2 separate regions of the Pan troglodytes genome follow, and region 2 is linked to region 1. A link is a contact called in public Hi-C data. All regions are on one chromosome and are shown on one strand. The core of a region is the stretch at or near the end of the contact, and the rest is flanking DNA. Distances in the headings are between cores, read along the strand shown. Region 1 holds the start of RCOR1 (REST corepressor 1). Region 2 overlaps RCOR1 (REST corepressor 1).

What was found. A called contact is a pair of places that touch in the nucleus more often than the background predicts.
Region 2: a Hi-C map of stem cell-derived neural progenitor cells shows a contact between it and region 1, with 2.8 times the contacts expected there. The contact joins the enhancer-like site here to the promoter of RCOR1 in region 1. A contact is called at or near these places in 1 of 7 Hi-C or Micro-C datasets (stem cell-derived neural progenitor cells) and 1 of 1 datasets of contacts at active chromatin or transcription factors (stem cell-derived excitatory neurons).

Annotation. Positions count from the first base shown.
Region 1 is chr15:100,605,050-100,608,348 of NHGRI_mPanTro3-v2.0_pri, reverse strand. RCOR1 (REST corepressor 1) reads right to left here and starts at 1,819. Exons shown (of 12, transcript XR_010151278.1): 1 at 1,228-1,819; 2 at 1,090-1,149.
Region 2 is chr15:100,702,635-100,705,933 of NHGRI_mPanTro3-v2.0_pri, reverse strand. The region is part of intron 3 of RCOR1 (REST corepressor 1); the gene reads right to left. Among named protein-coding and RNA genes, the nearest start is that of TRAF3, 85 kb to the left of the region's middle. Within about 2 kb of position 1,518, at least 4 of the 24 cell types and tissues checked have an H3K27ac peak or open chromatin away from gene starts, as enhancers often do. A contact at or near this core is called in stem cell-derived neural progenitor cells, where this site is marked.

The DNA.
Region 1 (3,299 bases), core at 570-3,069:
GCAATTTTCTGCAGTCTTGTTTCCAAGGAAAAAACATGTATGCGTTTATCTTTTCAAATAAACTAATGGTATAACCCACATAGAGAACCCCAGCTCTAAAGCCCTCCAACCAGGGAGGATTGTTAACTCCAGCTTTACAAGATGCTCTTTTGAATTTTATTTCTGAAATAAATCCTACGTTCTTTCAAACATTTTCCATACCAACAACCTTTAAAGACAGTCTCATACAGACACTGGCTAGAATCTCATGCATTAAAATCTGACGAATTCCTTTGTCTGATTGGATTTTTTTTCTTGTACCACTTTAAATTTGCTTCTACACAGAATAGCAGCCAGGGAACTAAGTGTTCCATTCTAGGGTGTAGGGCTTTCTTGTAGGTGAAAAGCATTTGTTAGGCTAAAGCTTCTGATGCTTCTCAATTTCACAGTCTCTTCCTCCAAAAAAAAGGAAATACACACATTTACAAATAGGTCCTAAAATCAAACTGCCACACGCGAGACTCTCTTCCCCAGGCAGGCGCCCTCTGGAAAACACACTTCTTTTATTGACTGGTTTTGGGGGGGTCGTTCTTCTACTCGCCTTCTGGATGGGAGGGGAGTCAGGAGCCAGCAAGAGCCCAGAGGCTGAGAGGAGGAGCAAAGGCGTGGGGAGCAGCCTTTGGGAAGGGTTCCGAGAAAGGGGTCTCTGGGGACCTCCTAAGTCCGGGGCGCTCGCAGGACGCTAACTCTCCGGCACTGCCACCCTTACCCCTGGCCGAGGCGCAGCTCACCTGGACGCAGGGACCCCCAGCGCCCCCAGGCCAGGTGTGGCCACCTCCGACGCCACCCGCAGTCCTCGGAGGCGCAAGGGGGCAGCGGCGCCGGCCCTGCCGGGGGCGACCTGGCCTCCCCCGGGTGCAGAGGCACGTTTGCAGAACACTCGTGTGCGTGTGCGCCTCCTCGTCCTCGCCCTGCTGTTCTCCCCACGGACGGCAGGGCGAACGCACACACAAAAAGAAAGTTGTCGGCGGGCTCCCGCCCCCTCGGGCTCGCCGGGGACCCGGGGCTCCCGCTCATCCCCGCCGCCGGCCGGCCGGGGCCGCTACTCACCGGGGTCGAAGTCGGGCACCACCGCCTGGTACTGGGGTCCGACCCTCATGCCACCGCCACCTGCGGGGGAAGCAGAACACGGCGGTCAGCGCGGCGCGGGGCGCGGGGCCCGGGGCCGCGGGGGCGGCTGCCACCTACCGTGCTCCTCGTCGCTGGACGAGCCCGAGCTGCCTTCCTCCCAGGAGTTGCTGCTGCTGTTGCCATTGGGCGCCGCCGCCGCCAAACTTTTATTCTGGCCATTATTGGGGGCGGCGGCGGCTGAGGCGGCGGCGGCCGAGGCTGAGGAGGCGGCGGCGCCCGAGGCGGCAGTGGCGGCTGGCGAGGCGCAGGCGGCCGAGGCGGCGGCGGCGGCGGAGGCGGAGGCGGCCGCGTTGTTCCTCCCTCTCCGCTTCCCTGAGACCTCGGGGCCCTTCTCCACCATGGCCGGCATCGGCGGGGGCCGGGGCCGTGCGAAAGTGGCGGGGACCCGCGGCTCCTGAGGAGGGGGCGCCGAGACGGGGGAGGGGGCGCGGGGCCGGCGCGGGGCCGGGCGGGCGCGGCGGGAGCCCACGGGCGCGAGTCCGAGTCGGGGGAGGCCCAAACGGGCAGAGCGCGGAGCCGCTTCAAGCCCCCAGCGACGAGCCGAGCGCAACTTTCGCTCTCATCGCCGCCCTCACTTCACTGGCACCAACTACTCCGGGAGCAGCGAGCGGAGAGGGGAGGAGGCAGGGGCGGGGCCTGCAGGGGCGCCGGGGGAGGGGGGCGCGCAGCCCAACTGACGCGAGATGGCTCCGCCCCCCTCGCGCTCCCATTGGCTCTGGTGGGATTTGGACAGCCAGCGGCAGCGGGGTTGGCTCCGCGCGCCCGTCCGTCCGGGGCGGCGGGGCGGGGGAGCGGGGAGGGGCGGCTCCGGGCTTCCGTTGGCGAGGTTCGGTTGACGCGTATCGCCCGCCGTACGTGGTTTGAGGTTTGCCATCTCCCTACGCCCCATGATCCATCTCTCCAGGCAGCGGCGAGGAGTTCGCGGCCCTCCCCGCCCCCTACCCTTGGCCACGGCCCCTGCCCCTGCTGCCCGCGCACGCCTCCCGCGGCCTCTGGCCCCCCTCCGAAGGACCCCGCTGAGAGTCCAGTCGACTTCTCAAAGTAAAATGTGTCTGGCGCTGGGAAGCCGCGCAGCGCCCGGCCGGGACTACTTTCCGCTGCGCGGAGGAGTACGGGCGCGCTAAGACTCCATACAAAGAGGAAACTAATTGGGGGAAACTCGCTGCGCCCCCGCCTTTCCCAGGGGACGCGGGGCTGGCGGGGGCGGGGGCCGCGGCGCGGGGGACGGGCTTCCCAGGCAGCCGCCTCCCCTGGCGCGAGCCGCGTGGGGACTCGGGTCTGCGGTGCTGCCCGCTAATTGGGTGGGGGAGGCCGGGGCCCCCAGGGTGGCTTGGGTGCGGGGTGCGCCGCGGCTTCAGAGGCCCAAGGGAGGGTCCCCGTGGGCCCCCGGGGCACAGAGTCCCGGCGTGGGGACGCCCAAGCCGCCTGGATGGCCGCTGAAAGATGAATGAAGGGGCCCAGTCGTCCTGGGGCGGGGGTCCAGGAAGGGTAAAGAGGAAGAAGCTATTTTCATCCCAAGCTCTCGGCACAGGAGGAGGGTCAACTTCCTTCGGGGCGAGGGCAGCCACTTTTCCGGATCTGCCGCCCGCCCCGCCTCCCTACTCCCCCCGGCACCCCCACGAGGGAGTACACGGGGTGCGGGCGGGTGGGGTCGGCTGAGGCTAGCCTGAGAGCCGCTGCCTTGGAGAGGGACCACCGGGCAGCCGTACAGCTGTTAGGAGGCTGAGGAGTGTAACTGCCTTGGAGGTCCCGGTGCCCTACCCCCAGCCAACCCTGAAACTACGCGCCCTTCGTAATTAGACCAGTGGAGGTCTATACGGAAAATCTTTTTAAAGCAGGGATGGCTATTTTTCTTTTAAGTTACTTCCAACCTGAGCTTAATTTGGGGACTAGCTCTGGATATAAATAGCTACAGGGAGAATTTGGGAGTTTTATGGTTTTAAAGCCTGAGTAAATAAGCAGGGTTTTGTCTTGAACATTTTCTGCAGCATGAACCATTATTAACTTTATTGAAGAGACCACGTTCACTTCTGCCTAAATGGCCTTTAAGAAACAGGGCTGGGAGCCCTCCTGGTATAGAAGCCCTTCCCCCACCAAGTTCAGGGTCGCAGCTCTTAGACTCTCCTCAA
Region 2 (3,299 bases), core at 269-2,768, 98 kb before region 1:
CAGATGAAAATTGCCACAGTAACCTTAACTCACCCTTCCCTCCCCCTAGATACTGCAGATATTCAGAACACTGTGTGATCTTGGATATTCTATGCAAAGCAACAGGCTGGCACCACACGGTGGGCTGATGACAAGGCTTATAGCCTTCTTAGAGCTTTTTTAAAAAAATATTTTTGAAACTCTTGCTGTAGGATTAGGTACCACAGAGGAAACATGACACCAATTTCTCTCTCATCACTCAACTGAACATGCAAAAATTCTCTTTAAAAATACAGTAACAAATATCGTGGCATCTTTTATTATTAAAATAAGAAATGAGTTATCACACCTCGCTGAGAATCAAAATGAGCTTAAATCATTTAAGTAAAGCAATTGTGCCACCTGGTGGGCACAGACATTACTACAGTAAACATCTGAACGCTCCCTCTCTGGGGTGGAAAACAGCACAGGAAGCCAAGCCAGAGACTCTGCCTGAGGATTTCATCAATCCGTCCTTCCAAGTAGGTAACAAAATGTACTTTCTTTATAAAAATGCTATTTCTTGGCCGGGCGCAATGGCTCACGCCTGTAATCCTAGCACTTTGGGAGGCCGAGGCGGGCGGATCACCAGGTCAGGAGATTGAGACCATCCTGGCTAACACGGTGAAACCCCATCTCTACTAAAAATACAAAAACAAAAACAAAAACAAAAAAATTAGCCGGGCATGGTGGCGGGCGCCTATAGTCCCAGCTACTGGGGAGGCTGAGGCAGGAGAATGGCGTGAACCCGGGAGGCGGAGGTTGCAGTGAGCTGAGATTGTGCCACTGCACTCCAGCCTGGGCAACAGAGCAAGACTCTGTCTCAAAAAAATAAATTTTTAAAAGCTATTTCTTAGTGGGAGTTTGTTAAAATCCCACTTTACAGAATAAGTCAGTCTCCAACCCCAATCCCCAGAGAAGTGACTTGTCTGAAGCTTATCTTGGCAGAGTACACCAGTAGTTGCTGGTAGGGCAGTGATGAAAATGAAAAGTGCATTTTTTCTCACATGGTTTCCTTAAGTGAAGCAAAGGTAAGTTTTTAACCTTAGAAAATTAAAAGTGCTCCAGCTACCCTCATACAAAAAACAAAAGATTGGCCAGATGCAGTGGCTCACACTTATAGCCTGTAATCCCAGCACTTTGATAAGCCAAGACGGGAGGATTACTTGAGCCCAGGAGTTTGAGACCAGCTTGGGCAACACAGTGAACCCCCATTTCTTAAGATTAAAAAAAAAAAGCATAAATGCTTAAGGTGATGGATAAAAGATAAAAGACGAAACAGGAAGCAGATAAACAGAAATACAAGCTACCTGCATCAAATTGCTCCAAACAAAGAAGGGGACCCTCGAGGACTTTTCCCCAACTTTCTATCTCTGGCAGCAATAATCTTGATTCTGTCCATTAAAGATGAAAGAGAGTCTGTGTTATAGGAAGGCTGGGTGGGTTCTTTAGCTCTGAAAAGGAAGCTAAACCCCATTGTGAGATGGAGTATGAGAGGGCAGGCTCTCCTGCCTGTGAGAGGGAGTTGGGAGGGGCAGGCCCTCCCACTGTTAAGTCCCACTGTTTGCAATGTGGAGGGTTTTCTATTCTCCATCCAATAGAGTAGCCTTCCATAAGCACTGCTATACAAACAAGTTATTTAAGAGCTTTCAAAGTAAGTTGCAACAAAGTGATCTTTTATAAAATATATTGTTTATGTTGAAATTATTCTCCACTGATTTAACAAATCTTTCAGGCGTACTGTGTGCCTGGTGCTGCTTTGATAGCTGTGATTAAAATAGACAATCTCTGCCCTTATGGAACTCGCATGTCTGACTGGAGAGAGAAATAGTCATACAAATGAATTCCAATTGTCGTAAGTGACCGAGAAAAAGAACTATGAATGCACATAATTGAGAAACCTGATCTGCAGAATTAAGAAGGGCTTTCTTTTCAACTGGGGAGAGGACATTATAAATTCCTGTGTACTTGTGTTATTTATAGGAGGAAAAAAGAAGAACATCTAAATGTTCAAGAATGGGATGTGGGCTGGGAGCAGAAGCTCAGGCCTGTAATCTCAACACTTTGAGAGGCTGAGGCAGGTCAATCACTTAAGGTCAGGAATTCAACACCAGCCTGGCCAACATGGTGAAACCCCAACTCTACTAAAAATATGAAAATTAGCCAGGTGTTGGTGGTACATGCCTGTAATTCCAGCTACTTGGGAGGCTGAGGCACGAGAATTGCTTGAACCTGGGAGGCGGAGGTTGCAATGGGCTGAGACCGTGTGACTGCACTCCAGCCTGTGCGACAGAGCAAGACTGTCTCAAAAAAAAAAAAAAAAGAAAAAGAAAAAGAAGGAAGGAAGGAAGGAAGGAGAGATGTAGTTGAATAAAGTATGCTACAAGATGTGATATTATTCAGGATCAAAACTCGGTTTAATTTTTAATTGCAGGAAAATTAAAGTTGAAAACCACTACACAGAAGATGTAACCATTTGTGCTTAAAATCAGAGTGCATATAAGCATACCGAAAAGATCCGGAAGCAAACTTTAATAGTGGTTATGTCCACATGGTGGGGTAAGTTAGAGGCTATTTTTAATAATAAAAATAAGCGTGTGTGTGTGTGTGTGTGTGTGTGTTAACTTTTTCCTGAACTACTTGAGAGCAGCTTTCATATATTATGACCCAGTACTCTTAAACATTCAGCAAGTGTTTTCTAAGGGTAGGTATACTGTCCTACATAACCACAGGACAGTAAATTAAACACGGAAACAATACTTTAATCTGCATCCACAGAACAATTTGGTGAACTGATCCCAAAATGTGCTTTACATGTGCTGAAGAATTTTAAAGTAAATCCCAATTATTTCATTTCATCCCTACATATATCAATATACACCTCTTTTTAAAATGTGGGAATATTTGTTTCATAACACCAATGCCATTAACAGACCTAACTAAAACAGCAAAATTCCTTGGTATATGAAACAGTGTTATACTCACACTAGACTGGTCTAACACGTGTAAGTCCAACAACAGCAATTATTGGAGAGGATGTGGAGCAAATAAATTCTGCATTTTGCTGGTAGCAGTGTAAACCAGTTTGACCACTTTGAAAATAATTTGGCACTGATCTCTCAGAACTTAGCATATATATTCTAGATGGGCATCAAGAAATAGGTCCAAGAATGCTTCCAGCAGTAATATTTGTAATAGTCAAGAACTGATAATGGATGTCCACTGTCAACAGAAAGGATAAACTAAAACTGAACACAATGAAACGCTTTTCTGTATAAAGA